2 separate regions of the Mus musculus genome follow, and region 1 is linked to region 2. The links are chromatin contacts, called in public HiChIP or PLAC-seq maps. All regions are on one chromosome and are shown on one strand. Each heading gives the region's core, a stretch centred on a gene start, on an enhancer-like site or on the middle of the called end of the contact. The rest is flanking DNA. Distances are from core to core; before and after follow the strand shown.

What was found. HiChIP or PLAC-seq counts read pairs in DNA pulled down with a chosen protein or histone mark.
Region 1: a contact with region 2 is called in an HNF4G HiChIP or PLAC-seq map of pancreatic cancer cells. The contact joins the promoter of Pak6 here to the enhancer-like site in region 2. A contact is called at or near these places in 4 of 39 promoter capture datasets (the C10 cell line, the HPC-7 cell line, hematopoietic stem and progenitor cells and 1 more), 3 of 115 datasets of contacts at active chromatin or transcription factors (double positive thymocytes, embryonic basal ganglia and pancreatic cancer cells) and 2 of 9 other capture datasets (adipose tissue and liver).

What each region holds. Positions count from the first base shown.
Region 1 is chr2:118,662,135-118,665,691 of GRCm38.p6, forward strand. It overlaps Pak6 (p21 (RAC1) activated kinase 6), which reads left to right and starts at 1,443. Exons shown (of 11, transcript NM_001033254.3): 1 at 1,443-1,889; 2 at 2,649-2,732.
Region 2 is chr2:118,836,483-118,840,463 of GRCm38.p6, forward strand. Gm39913 (a long non-coding RNA gene) reads right to left here. Exons shown (of 2, transcript XR_866660.2): 2 at 908-1,182. It also overlaps a transcript of Knstrn not described here. Among named protein-coding and RNA genes, the nearest start is that of Gm39913, 23 kb to the right of the region's middle. Within about 2 kb of position 1,304, at least 18 of the 459 cell types and tissues checked have an H3K27ac peak or open chromatin away from gene starts, as enhancers often do. A contact at or near this core is called in pancreatic cancer cells, where this site is marked.

The DNA.
Region 1 (3,557 bases), core at 193-2,692, 170 kb before region 2:
TAGGTAGATAAGAATGAGCAATAAATGACATAGGCCAACGGAGAAGAATGCTGATGTTTACCAAGCTCTCGGATGGACAGTCCCTGGCCGGGCAGCTTTGTCTACGGAATTCCCATAATCCTGGGAGGCAGGTGAAATTGTTTCCATTTTATAGATGATGACACTGAGGTTCAGTTGATTAAACAGCAGGCCAGAGTCACTCAATTAGTGAACAATAGAGCTGAGATGTGAGCTCAAGACTGAAAATTCAGAGCTCAGGGAGTTAGCCACATTTTAAGAATGAATGTTCAAAAGTGATGTGAATACTTTAGTGCCCCCTTGGGTAGTTAGAATCAGAAGACTTCTAGCTTTCTCGTGGCAGTACTTGTGGGTCTAGGAACACGTGGTGGGCAGTGTGGGCTGGACTGTTCACAATGGGGCAGCTACCACATAGGTTTGAGGTCAGCCTTCAGCAGAGTTTAGAGGAAGCCACAGAGAGATTATGGAATGATGCCTGGGAAAAGGGAAAAGGCAAACAATTGGCTAAGACGGGAATTTGGGCACTTCCCAGATGGACATGAGAGAAAATGACCAGTGAAGGAGGCAGGAGGCTCAAGACAGTGAGGGAGGGGCCATGCTTACGGAGTGCTCTTCAGGGAACCAGCAGGTGGGCATCCTGAGTCTCCTTTCCTCCCATGCAACTGTTTCTAGTTGTGGGAGGGGCGATGCTGGAGCAGGGGAGAACAGAAAGATGGTACCCACAGAGCTGAGTACCCCACCCTCCATCCTCACCCTTTTTGCCCTTTAGGACAAAACCAGATGAGAACGTGCAGCCCAGGTGTGGCCACGCCTGCCAGGGCTGAGACCCACAGCTGCAAACCTGGGGCGCGGATGGGAAGGGGGTTAGGCTTGGCTGTGAGCCAAGAAGGTCTGGTTTCTGGGGAACAACGGTGAGGTGAACTACAGTAGGCTCCTCTGAATCCCACCCCTCAGTCTTTTCTCTCCCTCCTCCCCCTCAGCAAAGGAAAGCAGTAAGAAACGTGTTTTTTTATAAATAGCTCCAGCCCCAGCTGATTTGTAAATTCAGTGGGTTTTTTTGTGTCAATGACATCACCCTCCTCCCCATGGCAACCCCCGACGATATCAAAATTGCCAGGCAACGTTGGAGCTGCTCGCGCCCTACAGGAGCAGGTCGCTGCCTGAGATTCTAATGGAGAAATCCCAAAGTGAGCTGGGGTGCACGGTGGAGGAGGGGTGCGCCGCGGCCGGGGCTGCCGGGCCCTGATCGATTGACCAGAGGAAGGCGGGAGCGGTTGTCGCTTGCTCCGCAGCTTGAACACACCGGGGGCTCCACGGCCAGCTCTTCCTGACAGCAGCGGCAGACCACAGCAGGTGGGGGGAGGGCACTGCTCGGTTCCTGACATGCCGGGAGCAGCAAGCAGCCATCCAGGTGACTAAGCCGGCCCACCGCCACTGAGTCACCCACCCACCCTGGCTTTTCTTCCTTCCCCCTTTGCATCTGATTATTTGGGGAGCTGAAAACTTGGAGGTGTCCCTGAGGCCCGCCCCTTCTAACTCTCCCCGCCCTACCTCGGCTTGGAGGAAAATGGAACTCGCCCGGAAGCTGCCACTACCCCCTAAGGACATGGAAGGCACGGAGGGAGCCAGAGGTGCCCATGGAGAGACCTCGGCTGGCAGAATACAATAGCAGACATGGTGTTCGGGCTGCCCGTGTGTCCTCTGAAGGTTCTGGGAGAGAAGGGGAGTCTAGTCCACACCGACTGGAGTCCTTCTGGGCTGCCTTTGCGCTCACCTCTCAAGGGGATCTTTCTGTAAAAGGAAACGTGTGGCTTCCAGGGTCACTGGTATTTGGAGAGCAAGACTGGATTGGCATAGGCAGGCCTGTGCAGGTAGGTGGCTCTGTACTGGGTGTGGACCCACGTGTGTGAGAGGGTGAGGGTGTGTCACAGTGCGTATGCGCCCAGCCAGATCTGAGGACAGCCGCTGGTCAGCAGAGAGCTGGGATGGGGACCTGACAGGGGTTGATTCTGATCGATGCTGGGCCAGCCTAGTCTTGAGTGCATGTTGGGGAGAAGGGACAGCAAACACGTGGCCTGAGCAGACAGAAGGACAGCTGCCTGCTCGGGCAGGCCCAAGCCCTGGCTGGGACCACAGGACAGAGACGTGGCCAGATGCCAAGGTAGGACGTGGTCCTGAGGCCTGGCCAAGTGTTAGGAACTAAACTAATAGGCATGGGTGTGCAGGTTCATCTCTTGTCTTCCTGACAGCCCTGAGTGCCCAGAGAACACCTTTCTAACAAGGATCTTATCACTCTCCCAGGCAGAGCTGTTCAGCTCCTATGTGTGTCCCTGCTGAGCTCAAAGACACATCCAATGAGCAGGCTACAGGCCGGGGCTCGGCTGGGGGCCACCCTGAAACCCCCTTTCAGGCATGCCCCTATGTGTGACAGGCAGAGGGGTGTGGGCCCCCTACCTCCTCCACACAACTGGCAGGCTTTTAGGCACATTGGTGAGTAAGCTGCCGCAGGCAGGGAGGTTGTGCCCACAGAGATGAGATGACACCAATCAGGGACCTTCTGGGGAAAAGCGGCTGAAAGAGAAAATCACCGGGGTCTTTCTTTTTCTTTCTTTTTTTTTTTTTGCCTAAAGGTAGCACCAAGCTTCTGGGCTCCAGACAAGCACCAGCCTACAGTGGGAGAGGGTGAGGCCCAGCTGCCCAGAAGGAGTGCCAAGGTAAGGTCTCCACTGTGGCAGCAGGTTCTGGATTCTTGAGCTGGGGACAGGGTATCCATTTATTGAGGCCACTCCTCACCTAGGCCAGAGAAGCTAACTCCGTGTTCACAAAAAAAAAAAAACAAACAAAAAAACCAAAAAACCAAAAACTGTGAGCTCTTGGACTAAGGATCCCTGAGGTGACCTGACTGTTGGCCACCCCCTCTTCAGGTAGATTTTGAAACAGCTCGGTGGAAACCAGTTTCTGGCTCTGGGCTTGTTTCTACAGTCCCTGCCTTTGCTTCCTGCTCCTGCCAGACCAAGCGAGGGCCACCAGCACTTCTTCCAAGAAGCCCTTCTCACCTGCCCCTCATGTAGTCATTCTGCAAATATTTATGGTGCGTCCTCTGCCTACTGGGCTCCAGCCCCCACTGGTGCCCTTTCCCTGAACTTAACCTGGCAGACTCTGACTCTGAAAGTCAGCATGAGGCCAGGGCCAGGGGCCTGCCTGGGGGCAAGCTAGTGCTACCCTTAGTCTTGCTTGGGCTTACCACTTCTGCTCAGGATTCTGGGCTGGTGGGCTTCATCAGGCCCCAGGAACTCAAGTCCATGCCCCAGGGAGCAAGGTTAGTGCAGTGTAGCCACTGGTGTAGAATGCCAAGGTCAGAAAATGTTGCATTCCTTCCGGGGAGACAGGGGTGTCTTTCCCTAAGTTGGTTCTGATGAAAACTGAGTTCCCAGGGTGGGCTTGGGAGCTCACCTAGTTAGGATTGGGGGTTGGTCTTTGGGTTAAGAAGGGCCCCGCTCTGTGGGCATTTTTACCTACATTTTTTTTTTCTGGTGATA
Region 2 (3,981 bases), core at 54-2,553:
GCTCATACAGGCTGGCCTCAAACTCAAAGATCCTCCTGCCTCTGCCTGGGATTAAAGGTGTGCAGCACCATACCTGGTCTCACTCTTATTCTTCAATTAACATACAAAATAATGACCTCACTTTGATATTTTCATGTATCTCACATTTTAAATTTTGTGATATATATCCAAATCCAATTCTATTTTGCATAAAATGGGATGAATCCAACCAGTCAACATGTGACTTAGACCATGTGGAAAGGGACTCACCAAACCTGTAAGAACACACAGGCATTATTTCTCTTAAGCTTAACTGACTCTGCTTTTCCACTGCACTGGTTTTAGAAGTTACACATATCCATTGGTGTCTTATCTCTGTCACAGAACATAGAGGGCAGAGTAGGTTGGTCAAAACAAACTCCTAGAAGGTTTTCTGCTTTCCATTCTTCCAGCCAGAGATCTGTGAATGTGCAGGAATCACACTGGCCCCAACTATCATCCCTCATAAGTAAATCAACCTGGCGTCAACACAGGGTAAAGCTGCAAGGGACGTGCTTTACTGAGACCTGCTACCCGCCAGCTACAGCACTTGTAGCCCAGTACTCTGCCGCCTTATAGCCCAGGCTTTCCCACTGGGTTTTTCCAGCTTTGCCTCCAGCCACAGTCCTGACTGAGCATGCCCACTGCCTTCCCCTGTGTGTATATCACTTTGGCGCTTACACTCAGATTAAACCATCTTTAAAATGACACTTCAAAAGACTTCTCATGGACTTTCAGGGCTTGAGGGGTGGGAGAGATGAAAGTATTCACTGGTAAAGTATGTGTTCAGTATGCACAAGGCCCTGGAATCGATCCCCAGCAACCCACACACCGTTTTCCCTTATAAACCCAAATGAAACCTCTGATGAAAAAAGGAAAGATGCAGGAGGCCAGGCTAGGGATGTAGTTTAGTTGGTAAAATTCTTAATAACATACATGAAGCCCCAGGTTCAATCCCAAACATTGCATAAAATCAGGCTTAGTAGTGAGATCATGCCTGCCGCTAATCAATCCCAGGAGCTGGAGGCAGGAGGACTGAGAGTTCAAGATCCTGCTCAGCAGGGCTGGAGATGACACGGCAGTGAAGAGACCTCTTTCAGAAGACCAGTGTTTACCTCCAGCATCTGTCACACCAGTTCCGGGGATCCAATGACCTCTTAGCTTCTGAGGAAACACACACAAATAATAAACTTTTGAAAAAAAAAATTCACCCTCAACTACAGAGCAGGAGTACAGTGTCAGGGTTTTGTTTTGTGGTTTTAAGGGGAACAGAATTACAGGAGGCCATTGTTTCAAAACTATCTGAAAAGCCAGGTTAAAAATAGAGACTGCCCCACCCAGGGATCCATCCCATTAAACAAACACCAAATCCAGACACTGTTGCATATGTCAACAAGATTTGGTGACAGGACCCTGATATAGCTCTCTTTTGTGAGGCTGTGCCAGTGCCTGGCAAATACAGAAGTGGATGCTCACAGTCATCTATTGGATGGAACACAGGGCCCCTAATGGAGGAGCTAGAGAAAGTACTCAAGGAGCTGAAGGGGTCTGCAACCCTATAGGAGAACAACAATATGAACTAACCAGTACCCCCCAGAGCTGTGTCTCTAGCTGCATATGTAGCCAAGGATGGCCTAGTTGGCCATCAATGGGAGGAGAGGCCCTTGGTCTTGCAAAGATTATATGCCCCAGTGCAGGGGAATGCCAGGGCCAGGAAGCAAGAGTGGGTGGGTTGGAGAGCAGGGCGGGGTGGGGTATAGAGGACTTTCAGAGAGGAAACTAGGAAAGAGGATAGCATTTGAAATGTAAATGAAGAAAATAATAATAAAAACCAAACGAGAATCAAAGTCACCAAGGTGAAACTAAAATGTCTACCTGCTCTTACCGATCTGAATTAAAGTGGAAACAGCCAAAAATCTCCCAGACTTGCCTACTTGATAAAAAGTTTTGTCTTAATCCTTAACACAAAAGGAGTTAACAGGAAGCTAGCTTTCCTGCAGCAAGCAGTTGCTTTCCTACTGTTCCTTATCTCTGTCCCCATCTTACAAGGAAACCAGCCAGCCTGCTTTTCAAAGCCCTTCTCCATTTATAAAACCTCATGGAGAGCCTCCGTGGATCCCTTGTAAGGTCTCCGGTCTTCCTCATGAAGCCCCAACAGTTCCTCGCTGTAAGTGGCTCCCCACTGGAGTGGATTCTCCTGCCTTTGCATTGAGCACACCACCCCAACATCATTGTGGTTTATGGGGTGCTAGGCATTTGCCTAGCATAGTCTATAATCTCAGCACCTGGGAAGTGGAAACAACAGAACCTAGGAGTTCAAAACCAGTCTGGGTCATGAGACCCATCCCCCCATCCACCCCCCCAAAAAGACCTGAGGCGAGATAGAAAGACAAAAGGACATTTAGAGACTTGAGAAGAAGAAAGCAGCCTTTTTTCTAGGTGACAAAGGAAAGTGAGGTCCAGTGACTCTCAGCTTGCCTGCTGTGACTCTAATACTGCTCCTCATGTTGTGGAGACTCCCAGCCATAGAATTATTTTGTCGCTACTGCATAACTAATTTTGTTAGTTATAAATCATAATGTATGTTTTCCTACGGTCTTGGTAATCTCTGTGAAAGGGATAGTTGACACCTGTTGACCCACAGGTTGAGAATCAGTGTCGCACAGTTTCATGGAAGCTTTCTCTTCTTCCTGGGGTGGGACTTTAACTCAGGAGTTAGGGGTACCAGAAGCCCATAGTCACACAAAACTTATACCCAACCACTGGAGGGAATCGGGACAGGCACTCAAAAAGTTGGAGGCAGGAGCTGATACAGCGGCTATGGAGGGGTACTGCTTCCTGGCTGGCTTCCCTATGGCTTGCTCAACCTGCCTTCTTACAGAATCCTGGACCACCAGGCCAGGGATGGCACCACCCACAATGGGCTGGGCCCTTCCCCATTGATCACAAATTGAGAGAATGCTCTACAGCTGGATCTCATGGAGGCATTTCCTCAACTGAGGCTCTTTCCTCTCTGATGACTCTAACTTGTGTCAAGTTGACACACAAAATCAGCCAGTACATGGAACATTTTGATAAAGCTTTGATAATAACCAAACACTTTTTAATCTCAGTTTTATTAAGATTCAGTTTCCCAAGTAGTTATATTGATTAAACACAGTTTTTACTAGACTTTATTTGGTAAATGTTACCAAGAGAAAAATCAATAAGAGAAATCTGTTGATTTCAATAACAATTTGTCATTAATGTGCTGAACTTTGACTTTAGATATTTTAATGTCACTCATTACCGTCTCCAAGTCTCAGCTATCACATCCCTTATATAACTTATTCAGACATTTCGTGACGTGTGTAGGCTTTCTAGCTTTGTTTTATTTTTATTTTTCTGGAAGAATCTAGGATCTTTATCTTTAGGATAAAGTCTTACCATTCAGAAATCCTTATTTACCAAAACTATCTTTATTCCTACATCCTTGTAACACTTTTTCTTCTACTTGCTGGCCCCCTTTTGTTTCATTTCCTTTTTTGGAATTATAAGACATAGTAACAATGCATTTACCATCATATTAGAAGAGTGAGTCCAAACTACATGGCTTAATATAAATTAAGATTATCTGTATATACATTGTTAATTTATAGGCCTTTTTTCTGAGTATAATTAATATATATATATATATATACACACACACATATATATACATATATAAGTACAATAAGTATAACTTATTAAGCAAAAGTACAATAAGTAAATAGCAAGTCACAGGTAGACAGCAAAGTATCAGATCAGCAAGCCAACTGAGGAAACCCTGCTCAAACCATCATGCTGGTATTACCACTTGAGAGATGTCCAGGCAGAAGGCGTCTTGCATCCTCTCATCTGATGCATCCCATCATAGCTATTCCCATGACAGGCATTTTTATATGATGGGATAACAATAGTAGACTCTGTGGGAATGCTTTACCG